Regions from separate parts of the Gossypium arboreum genome. Here region 2 is linked to region 1. A link is a contact called in public Hi-C data. All regions are on one chromosome and are shown on one strand. Each heading gives the region's core, a stretch centred on a gene start, on an enhancer-like site or on the middle of the called end of the contact. The rest is flanking DNA. Distances are from core to core; before and after follow the strand shown. Region 1 holds the start of LOC108476371 (AP-1 complex subunit mu-2). Region 2 holds the start of LOC108473496 (glutamate--glyoxylate aminotransferase 2).

What was found. Hi-C and Micro-C count contacts between places; a contact is called where the count stands out from the background.
Region 2: a Hi-C map of leaf shows a contact between it and region 1, with 4 times the contacts expected there. The contact joins the promoter of LOC108473496 here to the promoter of LOC108476371 in region 1. A contact is called at or near these places in 2 of 5 Hi-C or Micro-C datasets (both in leaf).

Annotation. Positions count from the first base shown.
Region 1 is chr3:16,008,719-16,014,650 of ASM2569848v2, reverse strand. LOC108476371 (AP-1 complex subunit mu-2) reads left to right here and starts at 3,011. Exons shown (of 11, transcript XM_017778571.2): 1 at 3,011-3,454; 2 at 3,662-3,808; 3 at 3,951-4,013; 4 at 4,148-4,324; 5 at 4,415-4,518; 6 at 5,084-5,191; 7 at 5,317-5,413; 8 at 5,512-5,609; 9 at 5,724-5,865. The coding sequence starts at 3,326.
Region 2 is chr3:16,249,830-16,255,761 of ASM2569848v2, reverse strand. It overlaps LOC108473496 (glutamate--glyoxylate aminotransferase 2), which reads right to left and starts at 2,194. Exons shown (of 14, transcript XM_017775087.2): 1 at 1,699-2,194; 2 at 963-1,131; 3 at 1-66. The coding sequence starts at 1,079. It also overlaps the pseudogene LOC108471378.

The DNA of each region.
Region 1 (5,932 bases), core at 1,762-4,261:
AATTTGAAATAGCATAATTTAGTGAAGTTGCGCATTTGGCTTGAACATGAGACAATTCATACCATGTTTTATATGAAATGACAATCAATGGAAAAGTTGTTATTGAGATCAATAGAATGGAAATTGAACTGAGAAAGAAATTAGACTATGGGTTGTAGTAATTGTTGGGCAAAGTTAAGAATAATTAATGGGTTATAGAACCAAGTAAAATAATAATAATAATAATAATAATAATAATAATAATAATAATAATAATAATAATAATAATTGCTTTGACTATAAGTCGATGAGCGCTAGGTGCATTTTCCTTTGAACGTCCCAACCGTGGCTTTTAGAATTACTAATTTGGCTTAGTCGATGAGTGCTGAGTGCACTAACCATCGGACATACCGACGAGTGCTGGGTACGATTATTGCTTCGGATTAACCGATGAGCACTTGGTGCAATTTGTTTAGTTTGAGACGCATCAATGAGGCACTGGGTGTCGAATTATAGTATTAGTAGGATCCGTAAATTAGTTCAGATCCAAGCTATGTATCAGTAAACATCAATATTGAATAGGAAGAATGATTTGATTCAAATTGGTAAGGTAATGCAATATGACAAAATGAGACAAAGTTGAATAAGGCTGCATACATTGTTAGCATAAAGTGTTAATAAGTTCGTTAAAATAGATTGGTTAGTTAAAATATCGCATTTGCTTTATTTGGGATACATGTGCATATTAACGTATTGGACAAACTTTGATATGAAACATACTTGAATTGGTCTAAGGAAGAAACAAATCAATTGAGTCCAATTATTCAAATTTAATGTTATATTGAGTAAGTTAGAGTAATATCATTTGAAATTAATACTCATCGAATGGTCTTGTTTTCATATGCAAGCTAGGTGTATTTTGAGATTTTGTCCTCAAAGTCGTCAGCATTCAATCGACAAATTCTATACTCAACAAAGTTCGTATATTTTGTTTTGTTTCAAATTGGCATGTGCATGATTTTTAGTAAAGTCATTTGGTTATAGATAGGTATTTGTGACATAAAAAAAGTAACTTTTAGTTGCTATAATTATAATATTATTAGTTAATTAAATAGTTTTAATGTGATTTGCTTAGTTTGCGGCATGTTTCGAAATATCGAAGTGTTGAGAATTGATTTGGGAGATGATTTGAATTTGGATATATTGTGAAATCTAAATTTTACAGGGGTTTAACGTAAAATAAGCAAAAGCTGCTGATATTTTTTAAAAAAATAAATTTACCACTATACTACCATTTCAATAAAGTGAAATAATAAAATAGGTTGTTTTGACATTTTAATGTGGTATGTCACATATACAATTTTAATCGAAGAAAATCATAAACCCTAATAGTTAATATTTAATAATTTTGAAGAGAGAAAATATGACAATAGAAAATACTAAAATACGATAAAACGTAATAGGAAAAACTAACCTAATATGAATGTGTTAAATTATATAAAATATGAATTATTAACTTATTCAAATTTATATAAACATGAGATTTATTTGGAGATATTATTATAATTATATTTGACAATTATATAACATGATTTAAACTCTACCATCCTTTAAAAGATTAAATTAGATAAATATGGAACTAATAAAAATATAAGATAAAATACAACATAATTTAATACATTAATTATTCGTATATTAAAATTTAATTTATATGAATAACTAACACTTAAACGGCATATAAATGTAATATAGTAAAAGGAAAAAAATTATTTACAGATAAAGTTAAGGGTGAGCAAAACTCAATTCAATTAGGAAAAATAAAAATAAAATTTAAATTTCGAATTAATCGAATCGAGTTATTCGAATTATTTGAGTCTACTCGAATAATTCGATTCGAGTTTTGAGTTTGAGTCGAGTTGAACCTCACAATTTGAATAACTCGAATAATTCGAATAACAAATTGATGCAGATACCCTTTTGGTCTCTGTCAACTTTGAAAATAAGTAAATTAGTCTTTCTCTCAACAAAAATTATAAAATAATTCAAAATCATTTTAAAATTAAAATATTAATAAAAATTATAAAAATATAAGAATTTTAAAATTTTAAAATTTCTAAAATAAAATTTTGGACCCAATTAATAATTCAAATTTATCATACTCAAGTATTTTTTTTGCTTTGAATTTTTTTAAATATATATAGTTTCAAATTTATGTGTTCTAACATAAAATTAGTTATATTGTAATAATATTTTTATTTAACATATTTAATTTTTTAATTTGCCTCGAATAATTTCATTTGATTCGACTTAACTCAAATTTCATTTCACTTGACTTAATTCTAAAAAAAATTCAAATTGAGTTAAGATGATAAAATTGGACTCGTGAACTTGATTAACTCAAAAAATTTTCACTCGATTTGATCGAACACTCACCCCTAGAGAAGGCAATTGAGCTGCGGACGGATTCTTGTGATTGCTTTTAGTCGACCTTTAGGGGTTTGATGCTTCATCCAACCTCTTGATAAGATGTTGACAATCTTACATGATGATTTGAGTGGTTTAAGGAGACGACAGTTAGTAGAGATATAGGCAGGGGCGTAGCTAAGGGGATTGACAAGAGTCCTGACCTGACCTTCCTAAAATAAATTTTTTTTTTATTTAGGATTTTTAAAATTTTAAATTAATAAAAGTAAAATTGTACTTTAGAAGATAAAAATTTGATTTAATCCTTTAAAAATTATAAAGATATAAATTATTAAAATGATAAAATTATACTTTTATTATCGTAAAAATTTAATTTAATTTCGGCCCTCTAAAAATTTTTCTTAGCTTTTGCCTTGAATGTAGAACACTTTTAGATGAAACGTGCATTTGTTTATGATTAGTATAAAAATAACACTAATAATTAAATTAAAAAGAAAGCGAAACACGTCCCATTGGTGGTAAATTATATATAAATTAGATTGTCAAATAAAGTAGGAAATGTCAAAAACAACTCACAACATTGGCGCGTGAGTTTCAAACGAAATAAAGCGGCGTCGTTCTAAAAATATTTGGCACCGGGAAAAGAAAACAGGTATGGGAAGATGAAAGTTGAAGCCTTCCATTTAAAATCTGAAATAGAAAGAAAAGTAAATTAGTGTGTATGGAGAGGGCAGATCGTAACGAACATTAAAAAAATATGGTTCAGCTTCAACAAGCTCGCTCAACTTCGCACTTCTTTCATTTAGATCTTTCTTCTCGCTTCTGATTCAAATCAGATCTTAAGGAAACCGTGAACCGCACCGATCTGATTTGCAAAATTGCTAGGGATTTCGTCGGGCAAAAAATATAAACAAAAGAAGAAATGGCGGGGGCAGCATCTGCACTATTTCTTCTAGATATAAAGGGCCGTGTTCTGGTGTGGCGTGACTACCGTGGCGACGTCTCCGCTGCTCAAGCTGAACGCTTCTTCACCAAACTCATCGAAAAAGAGGTTTTTTTTTCTTTCGTCAATTTCAGATTTCGATTTGATTTTTTTTTTCCGTTTAGAATAAATATATTTCTTCTCTTTGTTGCTTTAATTTTTTTTAAAAAAATTTGAATTAAGCTTAACTACACTTCGAATCAGTTTTTAAATTGATGGTGCTCAAAGTGGTTAGCGTAATATTGAATTCGGAGGACCTTTGGATTTGGTACGCAGGGAGATCCGCAGTCGCAAGATCCAGTGGTGTATGATAATGGAGTTACGTACATGTTTATACAACACAGCAACGTGTACTTGATGACTGCAACAAGGCAGAATTGCAATGCTGCCAGTCTTCTTTTCTTCCTTCACCGTGTAGTTGATGTAAGCCAATTCGGTAATTTTAGTTTTATGCCTTCTTTATTTTCAAATTTTCAATTGCATTAAATTTTTTTCTAAACATTTTTTTAATGTAGTACTAATATGTGATCTCGATTCTCTATATTGATCTGAATTAATAATTCAGGTTTTTAAGCATTATTTCGAGGAATTAGAAGAGGAATCGCTTAGGGATAACTTTGTTGTAGTGGTATGAGGAGATCAAACTTCCTTTTTTTTTTTTTTTTTAAGGATAACTAGTTCCAGCTTTGTTTGTTGGACGATATTGGTTTATAATCTTTGTAGAAGAGTTTATAATTGGCTCTTTTTTTATGCATTTTCCAGTATGAGTTACTTGATGAGATTATGGATTTTGGCTACCCCCAATACACTGAAGCAAAAATACTTAGTGAGTTTATCAAGACTGATGCTTATAGGATGGAGGTTACACAGAGACCTCCAATGGCTGTTACAAATGCAGTCTCTTGGCGGAGTGAAGGAATAAACTACAAGAAGAATGAAGTAGGTCACTTTTTTTATAGTTGTCATTTTTGAGTTATTTATCAACACATTTGAGACACTAGCTTATGAAGATTCGTTCTTTAATTTCAGGTGTTTTTGGATGTGGTAGAAAGCGTGAACATACTTGTCAACAGCAATGGACAAATAATTAGGTCAGATGTTGTTGGGGCGTTGAAGATGAGAACTTATTTGAGGTGTGTTTTCTGGTTGTTTGATGATATATGGTATTGGTCCATCTTAAGGGAATATGCTTTAATCAATGCAGAAATCTATCTTTACTTCTAGAGTGTAATTGCTTATTTTCGTGAATAGATTTAAAATGGAAATATAAAAAAGTATCAAATGTAGCAAAACTTATATTTAAACAAATATTGCATTTTAGAGAGAATGATGATACTGTGTAATTTGCAAGTTGCAAATAAAAGTTAAGCGGATATCAATTTCTTTAGGAAAAAAGGTGATGCTGATTGAAGTGGTTGGCAATTGATATGATGAGACCTGGATTTCAAGATATATATATATATATATATATCTTTCTGCAATCTTAAAAAGAGCATTATTAATTTGGAAGTGGGAATTGGTGTCTCTCCATCACAATTTCGCACCCTTGTTTACTGCACCATTCATTTGAAACTTCTGGTCGCCGTGTCATTCATGTCGGTAATGCTGGAAGCTCTCAAAAGTTTGGCATGGTATCCTTTCATTTTGGAAGTTCTATTTTAGGCTGTATATTTATTTGGGTTCAATTTTCCTTTTCAGTGGCATGCCCGAGTGTAAACTTGGCCTAAATGATAGAGTATTGCTTGAGGCACAGGGACGAGCAACAAAGGGAAAGGCGATTGATTTGGAGGACATAAAGTTTCATCAGTACGTAACCTGACTCTCTTTTCTACTTTTACTCTGGTTTTTATATATGCTTTTTCTTAAGCTTTGGGTGTAACAGCTACTGAAGTCTGATGGTGCAAATTTCCCTCATTAATGCTTTGTCCTAGGTGTGTACGTCTGGCCCGATTTGAAAATGACCGAACTATATCTTTCATACCTCCTGATGGTTCCTTTGATCTCATGACATACAGACTCAGCACTCAGGTTAACCATTTTTCTTATGAATTTTCACTCCCTTTCTTTCTTTCTTCTAATTGCTTATTCTTTTGATGACTGATTTTGGTGATTACTTCTGCTTTTAGGTAAAACCGCTCATCTGGGTGGAAGCTCAAGTTGAAAAACATTCAAGAAGCCGTGTTGAGATTATGGTAAAGGCCAGGAGTCAGTTCAAGGAGCGTAGGTATTGGGTTTTTATCTCTATTCCTACATACTCTTCTAATTTCCCTCATATCTAGGTGGGTTATTCAATGTTTAGATGACTAAGCACTGATGAAAGCATTATTGTTCTTTACAGTACTGCTACGAATGTTGAGATTATGGTGCCTGTGCCTGCTGATGCTTCCAGTCCAAATGTTCGGACATCAATGGGATCTGCAGCATATGCACCTGAAAATGATGCATTATTGTGGAAAATAAGATCTTTTCCTGGTGGGAAGGTATCATCTGCGAACTCCAAACTTATAAAATTCTCTTGCTAGCCGTGGTACTAATTATTTTGAAATT
Region 2 (5,932 bases), core at 945-3,444, 240 kb before region 1:
CTGACGAGGGAAAGTCAGTGGCTTCTGTCCAAGAGCATGAGGATTGCCAACATTTGTGAAAATAATCTGCAGACATAAAAATAAAAGCAGCTAAACGAATTAACATATCCACATTATTTTTTTTAATAAAAAATCTAATAGTGCCATGTTTTTGGAGCTCCACTCAGTAGTGACATGCAAAATAATCAACCAAAACACCAAAACATATAACTTCTGAAATTGATTCTTATAAAGAAGCACTAGATACTTCGAAATGAATGCTCCCCCAGTCAACAGTGGATTTCATATACTGCATAGAGGTTCATGTAGACATTTTAATTGTGTTTGACACAAGGAATCCCTCCTTGAGAAGCTTTCGGACAAAAGATGAAAATAGAATCAAGGAGGCATTTATCTAGGAAACTAGGAGTACAATCACTTAATACTCAAAAGGCACTAAATAAGTTACAATTAAAAAAATAAATAAAGAACTAATAAAAAGATGTCATAAGTACAAGCTGCATGTACTTGAATGGTAAATAAGTACAGGAGAACATGTCGGGAAATGAAACCTACGGCACAGAGAGAGGCCTTTTGATTATCACTGTCCTCGAGAAAAATGCAGCAATCAGCCTTTAATTAAGCTAAAATTTCTGAGAGGACCTGGTTAGAACTATTAACCCAGACCAAGGGAATCTTGTTAACTCCCCTAACTCTTACACCCGGAGTCCTTGAATGGTAAATAAGTACTCTAAGTCTAGCTCAAACTGTGATTATACTAATTATGATAAGTTTTCAAAAATATCTAAGAACAACAGTATGGTTTTAAATACCCCAACAAAGAATATGTAGGAAATAGGCATTTACACATTCTCTGTTGATAGCAAAAGCTAAAAGCACCAACATATAAAACTCTGCGAATTCAGCATACGAAGCAGAACTGCATGCTGAAATAAAATAAGAAGAAAGCAGGAAAAACATACCTTCTTCCCTTCCTTCTGAAGCTCAGAAGCTCGAAGATACAACTCACCTCTAACTGCATATTGAACTTTCTTCACGTTTTCATTCATTGTCTCATAGTCTAATGCCTTAAGACCCATGATGCCCAAGTTCCTTCCTTGAACTTACCAATATATGGACTCGGTACTCAACCTGTAAGAGAACTACAAAGCATAAGTCTAATTTAACATTTTGGTTTTGCATATAAGTTTATTAGTTGGCTTTCCAGTTCCAATACGAGAGTAACAATCAGCAAAACAATTCGAACGTTATAATATAATCACTATAAATTCGCTCTAATCCTAAATCTTAAAATCGGGTCTAAACATTTGAAAAGGAAAAACAAACATAGGAAAAACAAACATCGGCTCTAAGGTTCATATGATAGGAAAACATGCATTAATGGAAAGGATTAAAAGGAAAATCATAAAGTGAAAGAGAGCCTCTTGCGATGCGATCAATGCAATTATCAGTGAATATGGAGCCAAGCCAGAATACTAGAAAATCCAGGCATAGAAATGCATTTAGAAGTTTGAAAACAGTCAATAATCAATAGTCTATCAACAAAATCACACGGTTACCTTACACCAAAACCAAGAATCCGTAAAATTCAGGACCTAAACTCAATAAATCATGAATTACCAGAAAATCCAAACAGTTCACCCTTAAAACTAAACAGGGAAGTGCAGAACAGAAAAAAACTCCGTAAACGAGAGTAACCCGTGGGATGAGTGGAGTTGAAACTGATATCCCGAGGTGTGCAGAGCAAAGGGCAGGCACAGATTTTATGTGTAGTTTATTGTGTTGCAAGTGTCAGAGACTTTTTCATGTCAGGGAAAGGCAATATATACAAATAAAGAATTGATATATATAAAGATGTGGCAGTGTGTAAGGATTTGAAAGCAGTGGCAGCAGCAGAGCCACTGAAAAAGGGGATTTATTTTGAAAATGTGGGGATGCTGTGTTTTATCTTAAAAGATCAAAACACAAAGGATAAAATTGATCGGCGAGGTGTGGTGTAGCTTCAAACTGTGAGTTATTGGTAGATAATGAACCCTTTGGGGACTCCCTCACATCTTCTTTGGACTCATGTTCAACATTGGTCGCTCTCACCAACTCCCAAGTGTGGTTCACGTTCCATTCTTTAGAGGAATTTTCTCATCTAATGGCTAATGGCAAATGGTAGTAGTAATTTGGTCAACTTTCATGAATGATTATTATGAATATTAGCGAAGGTCAATCATTGCTATTTATTTATTTTTATCTTTCACTCTTGACGACTTACCATTAGAAAAGTGGCCAGACAAGATTCAAGAATTTCATTTTTAGTTAGAAACTTGTAAATTAATTGAAGATAACAATTACAACATTCTCATTAAATTTATTTTTAGATTCACAAAATTGTTAAAAGACTGGTGAAATGCTATCACTCAACATGATCAAATGCAGTTTCTAGTCCTTCAAGATTTAGCCCAACCAATCAGAATCATACATCAATACTTTGTAAGAAAACTGAAAATCTATTAACCTTGAAAAGAAGAGAATTCTACATAAGAAAATGTTGAGGGATTTAGTTAGCCCAAACCAAAAATCCTTGCCTACAAAAAATTTTTTCAGCCCAGGCCCATTAAGACGTACAGAACATCTTCCTCATCCTCCACTTTTCCTACTGTTTACCCTGTTGCTCCAAACGCTAAATGTCTTAAGATGGATGGCGAATGCCTTTTTCATTGGTGGTAATGTTGCTGCTCTATGAACTTCACCCGGAATGAACAGATATCAGTATAATCATATCACTTGATATAATATGAGACCAATTAGGAATAAAAAAATCAATAAACTTAATTGATTAACAATAAATGAATAAATTTTGATTTGTATGAAGTGATGATCTTGACTCGTATAAAATAGTAGTTAAAGTTTTTACCAGATGTTCATTTGGCATGAGTTCAAATTGTGTTATCTCATCCCCATTCTTAATATTGTATAAATAAATAAAAAGACAATGAATGAATATATTATATTTATAAAATATATATAAATATTTTACCTAAACTCGAACTTTCTTTTAAGAGAATTACTTTTGAGGATAGTAAATATATAGAAAAAAACAATTAATCAATGACATTGGATTTGCAACTAATTTTTAGATGGTACAAAATTTTAATGCTATCAAAAAACAGATATAGAAAAGATATCTGTAAAAGACCACTTTCTCTCCTCTAATTAAGAAAAAGACCAAAAAAATGCGAGAGAGAAGCAGGCAGTGCTCCATACAAGTTCATTATTTTACTTTGTGCGACATCTTTATATAATTTAGGAGCCTCTTATGGGCCTTACCACTGTCAATGGCTTCTTTGGCTCTTTCCAAAGCTAAGGAACGTCTTCTGCCCCATCACATCCTAGTAAATGATCCACAATTCCAGCATTCAAAACAATCCGGTCATATGCCGGCCCTTTTTCACCTCGAAGAGCTGCCAAACCCAACTCGATATTCTTCGATACCTGATATATTATAGCAAACATGGTCATTTGACAACAGGTTTTCAAAAATAACAGACATAAGAGACTGAGGCAAAGAGGAGTTTCATATCCACCCTTTGTGGTGGTTGGTTGGAAGGGGATATATAGAAAAGGATTTTTGAATTTTACCGATCTATTGGTTCTTGGGAGTATCAGTTGGTTCAAAACCATAGTCCATTGCATTAACCTCAAGCCTGAAACTCGGACGTGATACACCTGCAACATTAGGATATTGGTTGGCATTAAAATTCTGCAAATAATCTTATTTCCATTGGATATCTAGAAAGCTTTCGAAATGGATTAAACAATACAAAGCTAAATACGAACCATCCACTTCACAAGCTGATTCCATGCCTACCGAACGAAAACCAGAACAATGGTTCACAGGAAGTCCTTTTGATGTGCTTGCTGATCGCAACCTAGTTGTCATTGAGAGGGCACCTTCTTCACCCTTAAATAAGAGTAGTCTCAAACATTTAAGTGTTTTGTTTGGATTACTCGTTGATTTTTTTCAGAATTTAAATTGAATCAAGATATCTTGAATATCATAAAGGAAAAGTCCAAATTTATTCTTTTACTCCTTTACCAAATCATTTTTTAATTTAACATGAAGTGCTAACCTTCACTACTAAACCAGAATGAACACCTCTTCTTTTCATAAGCATTAACAATGGTTCCTCATAACCTTCATGATAAAATCCAGTGCCAGTTGATTCCCTCCCCTTTGCCTGTTAAAGAAACACAACATTCCTTGAGAAATAAGCACACCAGTCTACATTAGGAATTTTTAGCTAGATAAAGCATCCTAAAAATATATCCACATATGTACAATGTACACAATATATTAAACTAACACCACTAACATTGCTATCCACCTATACACTCACCCTAATAAATTGCTGAACCTTTTCAGTTGTTTCCAGTGATGGACGTTTCTTTATTTGCTCCCTCAACCCAATCAGTGAATATCTATGAAAATCATAAAAGATTCTTTACCTCCTTCATTCTATTATAGGAAATAAACACCGGTGATACACTAGAAAATCAAATCAAGTACAACACTTCCAATGAGAAGTGAAAAACCAAAATCCTAAGACTTTCAGTTCAATAGTGTTATGTTTCATGATAAGAAACCACTTTAACCAAAAAGACCATAAACTAATAGAATTCTTAAATTAAGTATCTAATTACACTTAGTTTTGGAGAACATAGAAGAAAAAGAACTGTGGAATTATAACCCAAGAACAAACAGTGTTAGAGATCTATTTCTTAGGTGTTCAGGTTTTCAACTGAAATAAGATCATATGCAGAACTTCATGCAAAAGGAAATAAAATTTAAATGTTTTTAAACATGTTACAGTTATCATGAAAAAGGAGAAAAGATGTACTAAAAAATTGATTGCAAGAACAGGCTGGCTTTTTCAGGAGCAATACTTTTTGAACTTGGAATAGATAGAAATGTTAACATTAAGTATGTTGAACCTTTATCCATTTTTATTTCCAATTCCCTCTTTGTTTTATTCCTTCTTCTTCTTCTTCTTCTTTTTTTTTTTTTTTTTTTTGCAATAGGGATATAAAAACTGTTAAGTAAAATAAATTCAATAGCTATATTTGGTTAGATTCCATACAAAGATGAGCGAGCTTCACGTTTACTTATGTAAGCAAAACCAACCTCCTCGGCCTGAAATAACAATGTTAAAAGTTTCAGCAACAAAAAAGAAAACAGGATGGAGGGGGTAGTGAAAGAGGGAGAAGAGTAAGTGAGAACCAACTTCAATAAGTTCTTTTCCTTGATGCAAGGATAAGTTTGTCTTTGCTCCCATAAACTTCAGCATTTGTTCTTCAGTTACACCCCCCTGTGAAAAGGAAGACTTATGATGAATTCAACATTTGGAGCAGTGAGTGTGCAAAACAGTACAAGCATTGACACTAGTATTTTGAAACTCAAAACAATTTTATAACAGAAAAGGATGCCATACTTTCAAACGGACTTGTACTTGGAAGATGAATTGCAGCAGTTGCAACATCAACACCTAATTCTTAATTTCCACAATTAATCATATAGAGAAAGTGATTCACACAGGAAAACTGAGAACTTACCTTAGGTGGCATCCATTCCACACCATGAAGCAAGGAAGATTCACCATAACAAGATCTAACTGCAACAACAAACAATGTGCTCCTAAAGTATCGTGTGTTTCCGTCATAAGGCTCACCATAATGAGTTAAGGATCTAACATCAGCAACTGGAGCAGGCCCTGAATTTACTCAAGAGATTAACCAGAAGATAAAAAGTTTCATTTTGTTGAAATATCTTTCAATGCAGCATCCTAACAACATTTCCAAAAATAAAATAAAAATGTAAATCACATACCAAGTTCATCATCAAATGCAAGGCAGTATGCCTTAAGTTCACGATCTGTTTCCCTGT